Linked DNA regions of Mus musculus: regions 1 and 3 are each linked to region 2. A link is a contact called in public ChIA-PET and HiChIP or PLAC-seq data. All regions are on one chromosome and are shown on one strand. The core of a region is the stretch at or near the end of the contact, and the rest is flanking DNA. Distances in the headings are between cores, read along the strand shown.

The links. ChIA-PET counts read pairs in DNA pulled down with a chosen protein or histone mark. HiChIP or PLAC-seq counts read pairs in DNA pulled down with a chosen protein or histone mark.
Region 1: an RNA polymerase II ChIA-PET map of memory CD8 T cells shows a contact between it and region 2, with 298 read pairs. The contact joins the enhancer-like site here to the promoter of Il12a in region 2. A contact is called at or near these places in 4 of 39 promoter capture datasets (the 3T3-L1 cell line, the C10 cell line and the HPC-7 cell line) and 3 of 115 datasets of contacts at active chromatin or transcription factors (the 230-238 cell line and memory CD8 T cells).
Region 3: a contact with region 2 is called in an H3K4me3 HiChIP or PLAC-seq map of the 230-238 cell line, with 23 read pairs. The contact joins the promoter of Trim59 here to the promoter of Il12a in region 2. A contact is called at or near these places in 5 of 39 promoter capture datasets (the 3T3-L1 cell line, the C10 cell line, the HPC-7 cell line and 2 more), 1 of 484 Hi-C or Micro-C datasets (B cells), 5 of 115 datasets of contacts at active chromatin or transcription factors (the 230-238 cell line, large pre-B cells, pro-B cells and 1 more) and 2 of 9 other capture datasets (adipose tissue and embryonic stem cells).

Annotation. Positions count from the first base shown.
Region 1 is chr3:68,973,083-68,976,390 of GRCm38.p6, forward strand. The region is part of intron 5 of Ift80 (intraflagellar transport 80); the gene reads right to left. Among named protein-coding and RNA genes, the nearest start is that of Ift80, 30 kb to the right of the region's middle. Within about 2 kb of position 1,434, at least 37 of the 459 cell types and tissues checked have an H3K27ac peak or open chromatin away from gene starts, as enhancers often do. A contact at or near this core is called in memory CD8 T cells, where this site is marked.
Region 2 is chr3:68,689,884-68,692,772 of GRCm38.p6, forward strand. Il12a (interleukin 12a) reads left to right here and starts at 1,541. Exons shown (of 7, transcript NM_008351.3): 1 at 1,541-1,683; 2 at 2,140-2,273. The coding sequence starts at 1,668.
Region 3 is chr3:69,043,417-69,046,308 of GRCm38.p6, forward strand. It overlaps Trim59 (tripartite motif-containing 59), which reads right to left and starts at 1,326. Exons shown (of 3, transcript NM_025863.3): 1 at 1,197-1,326; 2 at 352-426.

The DNA.
Region 1 (3,308 bases), core at 184-2,683, 280 kb after region 2:
ATACATTTTCTGCAGAAAGGAGCCTCTGATAGTTATGCAGTCTGGAGTGATTGGCATATAAGCAATCCTAAAGGAACTCAGTAGGCTGTGTACAAACACAACAGTACATTTTGTATACACACAGCAACAACAACATCACACATGAAGGCGATATATGCCTTTATTACCAGGACTCTGAAGTTACAGGCAGGCAGATCTCTGTGAGTTCAAGGCCAGCTGGATCTACATATTGAGTTTGATATCAGCCAATGGTGTACAGTGAGACACTGTTAGAAACAAAACGTAAAAAACAAAACTAAGAATAATTACAGAACAGGTCATGACTTCAAAGGAGGGGGTGTGGGAGGAGTAGGGGAGGGTAGATGATCAGGGAAGAAATGAAGCAAATGTACTATACTCATGTATAAAATTCTCAAAACATTTAAATTAAAACAAAGAATGTAGTTAGGATTATAGAAAACTAGTATGTGCTTTCTAATTTCCATTATTATACTTATATTTTGTGCAAAGGGGAAATTAATATATTTTAATTTATAAATTATCATACACTCACAACTGTCAGTAAGAGTATACTTTGCTGAGTTGTAGACAGAAATAATTCTGTAGTGCCAGCTCCCATTGAGTTGCACAGGATGTGACTCTGGGCCTTTAGCTGTGCTGTAGGATGTGGACCTGGGATGTGTTCACCCTCCTCCTCCCTTGGCTTTTGAGCTGAGGGCCTCTTAAGGTGGCTGTATCACCATTTCCTTGTTTACAGACCTCCCTTCCGAATACTCACCCACCATGTGAGGACAGGGAGACAATTTATTTCCTGCCTGTACAGTTTTTTAAATAGTAATAGTGTTTCAGAAAGGTGATTTAGAGAATAAAACAAAGCAAGCTGAGAAAGTGAAACATGGGGGCTGGAGAGATGGCTCAGTGGTTAAGAGCACTGACTGCTCTTCCAGAGGTCCTGAGTTCAAATCCCAGCAACCACATGGTGGCTCACAACCATCATCAGCAATGGGGTCCGATGCACTCTTCCGGTGTGTGTCTGAAGACAACTACAGTGTACTCATATAAAAAAAATGAATAAATAAACAAATCTTTAAAAAAAAAAAAAGAAAGTGAAACATGTAGTTTCTTTGTTACAAACAAGCCTTTAAGCCACATTCCTTCAAGCAGACATTAGCTAAGGTGTGGGTGCTTTGGATAGACAGCATTTATTAAGGCAGATGAACAGCTTTACAGAGAAAATGATTCATGATAAGTCTCTCTTACTAGCATTTGAGACAAATTCATAATATTAAACCACTGTTAAAAACATACATATTAAAGCATGAGTTAGCCAGGTGTGGTAGTGCCTGTGTGTGAGCTAAACACTTAAGAGTGTAGCAAGGGTCTGTTCCAAGTTCAAGGCCAGCCAGGGCTCTCTATCAAGACGCTGTCACAAAACAAACAAGTAAAGCACTATCCATGCTGTATTTCAGTTTGCAGAGTAGAACAAGAATACAGTTAGGCTGCAGATGGAGTTATTTTAAAATAAGAATTTAGTAAAGTATGTAACAAGATGTTATTAATTTTATCATTAACAAAAATAGAAATACATAATCATTTTGTAATAAATTCTGGCTTTTTGTTAAGGAAATTTTTATGCTCCATTTCAGTTAAAACATTCACGAGCTTGTTTTTCTGACTTAGTACACTAAAGTCATGTGATCTTTTTGACATTTTTTAAGAAACCACATGCACCTGGGTTGTGTTAAATGTCAGACCCTTATCTCTCTGTAAAACAAATTATCTAAATTCTTTCAACCCTTGAAAGCATTTTAAACCACAGAGGAGTTGAGAAAATGTATTTCCATTGTTTTAAGGAAGTACCTGGTCAAACGTACCATGTTTTTCACATTCATACCATAACAGTATCCCCTAAAAGTGTTGTTTTTCTGTTACTAAAAGATGTATTAGAAACAAAATACTCGCTAATGTGATACAGTGGCTGTCTTTGCCTAGATTTTAATATGGATTTACAGAGTGGATGGAAATACGTAAAATGGAGCCTAGCACTAACTGAACAGTCCCTGTTTACCAGTGCACTAGCAAAGGCTTTGTAAACTGTCAACATTCGCTTCTTTGCTGTTCATAGTAGAAAGCACTCAAGAACTAATTTGCCAGCTAAGCAACAGTGGCCTACACCTGTAATCCCAGCACGCACGGCCTTCAGACAAGCGGGTCACTCTGCAAGATCCTGTCAAAACAATCACATTTCCACTCATCTGGATGTGCAACTTGGTTTTTATGGGGGTCTCAAACAACTGGAACCAGGTGGGGGGAGGGGGTTTGCTATGCCAAAAGCTGTTGCCTGTATGTGGGATATGTTCTTCTAGATGGGCTGCCTTGTCTGGCCTCAGTGGGAAAGGAAGTGCTGAGCCTCACAGAGACTTAAAATGCCAGGATGGGGGGATACCTAGCCCCCCACCCCCACCCCGCCCCAGCTCAGAGAAGGGAAGGGGGCAAGAAATGTGTGAGGGGTGACCAGGAGGGGGCAGTAAGCAGAATGTAAAGTGAGTAAATTTAAAAAAAAAAACCTAAATTAAATTAAAAACAAACCACATTTTGCTTTCACTCTACTTGCAAAAGACAGATAATCAAGTGGGCCTCATTCCAGCAAAGCAACTCACTTATATGTGTCACTGGGTCAAGATAAAAAACAAAACAAAAACTTAAATAACAGCATTTGTTTCCTCAGGTTCTACCTCCCCACTTCCATATGACTTCATCTTTACCTATGTAACCACTCCCAAGTTAAATTTTAGCCTTTATTTCTGATCTTCAACACATTTCCATTTCCCCCAAAGATACCTAAAAACTCAAACTCTATATTGCTCCACCAGAATCTCTTATTCCTCTGGCCCTCTATCTCTTACAGGGTAGCCACCCTCTATCTCTTACAGGGTACCCACCCTCTATCTCTTACAGGGAAGCCACCCTGCTCAGCCCCTCCTAGAACTATGCCCCACGCCTCCCCCAATGGCCGCCTCAGTGCTTCTCTTAAATCCTACCCTCATTAACAAAGGACCTTTCAGAAACAGCCTCACTGGCCACCCTCTACAAGTCCCAATCTCCTCCTGTTTCCTCTTCTCTCACAACGAACTAGAGCACGTTCCTCACGGATAATCACTTCCTCCTCCTGTCCCACTCAGGGTTTCTGGTGCGTTGTTTTCTTTTGTTACAGGGCAAGGCAGTCAGCATGGTTGCTCCACAGTTCTGAGGCACACCCAGAATACCAGGCCAGACTTAACTGACATACCCTGGCCAGATGTGGAACG
Region 2 (2,889 bases), core at 291-2,790:
CATGGGTTAGGGACTGTGTCTGGTGGCCAAGAATGTACACTGAACAGAGGCTCTGGACTCACCTGGATGGCAGGAACTACCTTTTTGTAAGAGTTTGCCCTCTAGGAAAGGAACAGCTCCCTTAAATGAGCTTCATTGTAACCTCCTGGGCAAGCACAGCTCTACATAAACTATTACGACATCAGTAATTCTAATCATCCATTGTCCCTTGTCCCCAGTTCACAGCCACAGGGACCTCACTGATCAGAGCTGCTATGGTGTCCTTCTTATTGGCTTGGCTTCGCCCTTTTCAACAGAGGTCCACCCTGCTGAGTAAGTGCTCACTGATCTCTTCTGTCCAGGCTTTAGTGGACTTCAGAAGGAAGAGGCACCGGCTCTTCTCTCCCGTGCTCCCAAAGGCTTGTGGTTATGGAGATGGTTGCCTCAATAGGAGGTGGGCTCTGACAGCTGGATGGGTCTGGGGGAAGCCAGACACATGGCAGGCTCCAAGTCAATGACCAAGCAGGGCCTCCTCTCTCTGCACACCCAGTGAGGCTGTCTTGGGGTAGAAAGGAGTTAAGTTCCAAGGAATCTCCTACCCCAAACCTCCAAATTACAGCTTGTCATTGCAAGCTTCGAACTCTCACACTTTCTTTGCAGGAGCTGGGACTACGCTCAATCAGCCTGGGGAGTTATCAGGTGTTAGCCTGTTACCCCACTGGGAATCCCTTCAGCCACCTTTGTTCTCCATCTTGAATGGAGCCATGGGTTGGCCATATCCTGCCACCTACTCCCTTGGATCTGAGCTGGACCCTTGCATCTGGCGTCTACACTGCTGCTGAAATCTTCTCACCGTGCACATCCAAGGATATCTCTATGGTAAAAGTCCAGAAAGGCTAAAGATGTTGTCCACAATCTCTCGGCAATGACCAGATATATCCCCACCAGTATCACAACTTGCAACGCGCTCCGTTCCCATCTGCCCTCTGCCTCCCTACTGTGTTGATTCCCATTTCCAAAACTAGCTCAGAATGCATCCCACTGGCAGCCAGGCAATGCCTTCTTGCAGATCTGGAGGCTTCAGGAGCCTTTGCTGCCTCTTAGGCTCCTGCAGAGAGATGGCCTTGCTCTCTCTGGGCCCTTTTCCCCCAAGATGCTGTGCAGTCGTCTCACTAAATCAAAACTGCCAGAACTGAGTTTTAAGCGATATATAGCCACCACATCTATTTTGTTCCTTTATACTTTCAAAGTAGGACAGATTCGCAAAATACATTGAGTCAGACTCAGTGTCCACGATGGAGAGACGAGTGGGTAGCTTGTGCTTCTTTAGAAGGGGCACTGGGCAGCGTGTTAGGGCTAGGGGGTAGTGGGGCAGGACAGACCTGTCCCGGGACAAGAGTGGCTACTCGCAGGCCGGTTTTGCTTTCGCTCTGAGTGTGGTGGGCGGTGGGACGGTCCCGAATCTCCTCAAACGGGCACTCCGAGAGTTAATTCGAAAGCGCCACCAGCCTTGGGGGCGATCGACGCACTTGTCCTTGAGATGTAGAGACAGAGAGAGAAAGCAAGAGACACAGTCCTGGGAAAGTCCTGCCGGCTATCCAGACAATTATAAAAATGTGTCTCCCAAGGTCAGCGTTCCAACAGCCTCACCCTCGGCATCCAGCAGCTCCTCTCAGTGCCGGTCCAGCATGTGTCAATCACGCTGTAAGTACCTGAGGGCCGGGACCAGGGTGACTTGATGAGAGGAGAAGGCTTGAGAAAGAACAGACAGAAGCCCTGGACCCATTAAGGGAGACTAAAGGGCTGCCAGCAACTGCAGGCCAAGGGAAGGAAGAGGGGAAAGATGGTCGTGCTAGATTGCGCTGCACCGAGCATGGTCTCATTATAGAACAACCCTGGGGGCTACGGCTATGCCCGTTTCACAGAAGAGAACTAAAGCCCAGCCTTGAAACCAATGTAAGGAAAATGCAGGTCTCAGGCAGTCCCCAAACAAGATCTGGGAGGTCTTGCTTCATCTGTCAGCCCCGGGGAAGGGCTTAAATTATGTGTGGAGGGAGGTCAGTACCCAGAATGGATGGAAAAAATTGCCAGAATGGCTGAAGAAAGAGGCAGGTCAAAACCAAGTTGACAAGCTCCACCTGCCCTTTGTTTCCCTTCCAGACCTCCTCTTTTTGGCCACCCTTGCCCTCCTAAACCACCTCAGTTTGGCCAGGGTCATTCCAGTCTCTGGACCTGCCAGGTGTCTTAGCCAGTCCCGAAACCTGCTGAAGACCACAGATGACATGGTGAAGACGGTGAGTTTCTCCTGTCCTTCTGGCTTCAAAGTTCCGCTGTTGACATGACTTCTAACCTATCTGGTATCTGCTGGGAAGTTTATGGTATCTGGCAGGAACCGTAGAGGGTTTCAAGACTTCTAAATATAATCTAAAGGAAACTGTGTCTCTAGAGAAAGGAAGAATGGTAATAAATTGTAACGGCATCGGTTTAGGCTGTGTCTACACAGAGGAAAGTGGGGACTTGCAATGTCCCTCCCAGCCTGCCTGCCTGTGTGACACAGTGTCAGGTGCTCCCTGCTTCTGCTTCAGGGCAGGTGGAACAGGGAGACAGTCTCTAGGTACACTCTCTGTGCTTCACAAGCCATAGAGATGAATTAGATTGTCTCTCCCCCTGCTCACCAGTGTCCAGCACTGTGATGCAGTCCCTTGTCGGATGGACACATGTCAGGGAGGACTCAGACATCAGATAGCAAGCAGGTCCAGCCTCCAGTTTTCTGGGGCAAGTGTGATCCAGTTTTAGTCACGGCTCCACTCATTTTTCTCAGGTTTCATGTTTGAATGCAAAATAGCCTTTTCCGTTGTAAAATTGCCACGGTTTCCTCTCGCTTTGGGGACAAAGCTACAGCAAAATGCT
Region 3 (2,892 bases), core at 76-2,575, 350 kb after region 2:
GGCTTTGGCTCCAGCACTTGGGAGGCAGAGGAATCTCTGAGTTAAAGACCATCCTGGTCAACAGAGCAATTATCCAGGACAGCCAGGGCTACACAGAGAAACCATGGTTTTTTGTTTTTTGGTTTTTTTTTTTTTTTTGGGGGGGGGGGGAGAATCAAACAAAAAACTGAATACCTTTTAGATTAGGTCATTTCTCACTTTATGCTTCCTCCATAAGATGGTTAAAATTTTATACACTTCCAATATACATCTTTTTTTCAAGAGATTTTTCAATCTTTCATCATAGCCCAGGAATCACACACTCTAATATCCTGATGTTTCTTCGTATCCAGTTAACTTCCCAGAGCTTACCTGGTCTGTCAATCTCCTGATCTGGACACTGGGTGTACTTTATCTTCTCCAACTTTTCCAGGATCCTTTGTTATTCTAAAAGTAAAACAATTTAATGTTTCAGATTTTGCCTGCAGTAAATATTTCATCTTTAAAGTCCCAACCATTTCCACACAAAGGACTTTTTACAACATAACGAATCTCTGACTCTGGACAAGATTAACCAATGATGGGAACTAAACACTCATAGTTTGGTTTGGTGGGTTTTTTGAGACTAATTTTGTAGTCCTCACTGACGACCTGGAACGCACAGGAGAGCTTGCTGCCTCTGTCTGCCCCCATGCTGGGGTTACAGGCGTGCACGTTCATGCCCCGCTTCAAAGTTTTATTTAAACTCAGCAAGACGACTAGAAATATCCTCGCGCGTAGATATCCCCAGCTCGAAACTACGTTAAATTATTCCCATCAACACATTGGGTGGTCTCCGAAACGCTGCAGGCCTCAGTTTTACCTATGAAGGTTCACATCTGTACAATGGGCATAAGTCCTACGTGAACTCCAAACAAAGAAGTGGCTCAAAGATGGCAGTCACACCCTCTTGTCCAGGATGCCCAGGGCTCACTCGCCCCGCGCGGTGCTGCGGGATCTGCTAGGCTCACCTACCGGCCCTTACGACCTCAATCCCGCCGGTAGCTCGGAGCGCCGCTGCTCCACCCGCGAGCGCGCGAAGCGAGGAGAGGCGAGCGCACGCCCTCCGGAGCCCAGCCCGCCTCCCCATCCTCAAGTCGGCGGCGAACGCACCGGGGCCGCGGGCGCTCGAGAAAGAGGGGCAGCGAGCCGCCTCCCCGGCGGAGCCGCGTACTCACCGCGAGGCGGGCGAGGCGGGCGAGGCGGGCGAGGCGGGCGAGGCGGGCGAGGCGGGCGACGGCGCGCACGGCGAGGGCTCCCGGGCAGCCTGGTGCGGACACTGCGAGGCGCTCGCCCGAGTCTTCAGGTGCCCGGCGGGGGCGGGGCCGGCGGCGCCGCAGCGACTTTCAACCGCGCCGCCTCCGCCAATGAGAGAGCGCGGGCGGCCTTTGAACACCAACGGCCGAGGGCCAGGCGCCTGCGCACTAGCGCGCGGCGCGGAAAGCGCACGGGCGGCAGGGGTCGCGCCTTGGGGGGGAAGGGCTGGCGCCAGGACCTCGCGAGGGCGGGGATGCGCGGGTGACCCGGCGGCTTCTGGAGGCGGCTGGCTGAGGGACTGCTTATTACTTAGGACCACGCCCGCACGGGATGGTTCTGGAGCTGGCGGCGCGCAGGCTTCTTCCATTGTTACCTCACAGGTTCCTTGTTCAGTCACCGGCTGGAGGGCTCGGCGCGCTCGCCCGCCCCCGTGAGGCTCCGGTCCTCCAACTTAGGCGCGCCTAAGCCTTCATCTGTGTCCTCCCTGTCCTCTCTAACACGCTGGGTCAGAAAACACAGTAGTGGCTTTTCACTTTCTCGGAGAAACGCCATTCCAGAGCTCAGACCGCTCTCCGCTCCCGGCCGGTGTGAGCTACAGAGCAGATTCCAAGTCAGCCTAAGACTCACAGCAAGACTTGACCTCGGAGACAAGATGGAAAGAGGGGGCGTAGAGGAAGGAAAATGGATTGTGCCTTCAAGGAGTGTGCTTTACAGGTCCATAGAGTGCCCGACCCTGCCAGAAAGTTCTGTAACCAAACATGGGGAAGGGGCAGAGAAGAGGAGCCTTAGCACTAAGGCAGCTCCACGCTGACCGGCAGCGCTACTCAGGATTTATGAACTGTTATTCATGCGCTCTATAGATGATAGTGTTGGTCTGGAAAAGAAAGACTAGAAATTACAATTCAAATACAGGCACCAAAGCGTAAAAGTCGTAAACCTAAAAACCTCATGTGTTGGGGCGTCAGCCTTCGAAAACTTTGGGCTGAAAAAAAAAAATCAGCTGCTTTGGGTGTCTTCCATTACGATATACACACTCCCAATACTCCCTTTGTGATAGAGTATTGAGAAACGGGATAAAGGATGGGAAATACGTGGTTTTGTTACAGGTATAATATCGGAAAGATGATGAACAGAAATGTGACTTCTGAGCTGGGGGTGTAGCTCAGTTCCAGTGCTCGCCTGGCGTGTTCAGTTCCCACCATGGAAAAGCCAAACCGCTGAGCGCACATTAACATCTTCTTGGCGCTCCTCAGACTCCTTGCTTGAAAACTTTTTGTCTTGAGCTTTGAAACAGAAAGTCAGCGCTGGCTGTTCTTCCAGAAGACCCACACAGCAGCTCACAACTGTTGCACGGGAATCTGATGCTCTCTTCTAGCCTCCCAGATCACTAAGCAAGGATGTGATGTACGCATGCATGCACGTTACAAACCACACATTAAAGAAATAGATAAACGGGGTTTTATTTGTTTTTAACTGACCAGAGGTAACAGCAGTTAAGAGCACTTACTATTCTCAAATTCAGTTCCCAGCATGACTGTGGACCCCTCACAACTGCCTGTAACTCCCGCTCCAGGGGATCTAAGCTCACTCTTGACTGGCTCTGCAGACACACACAGA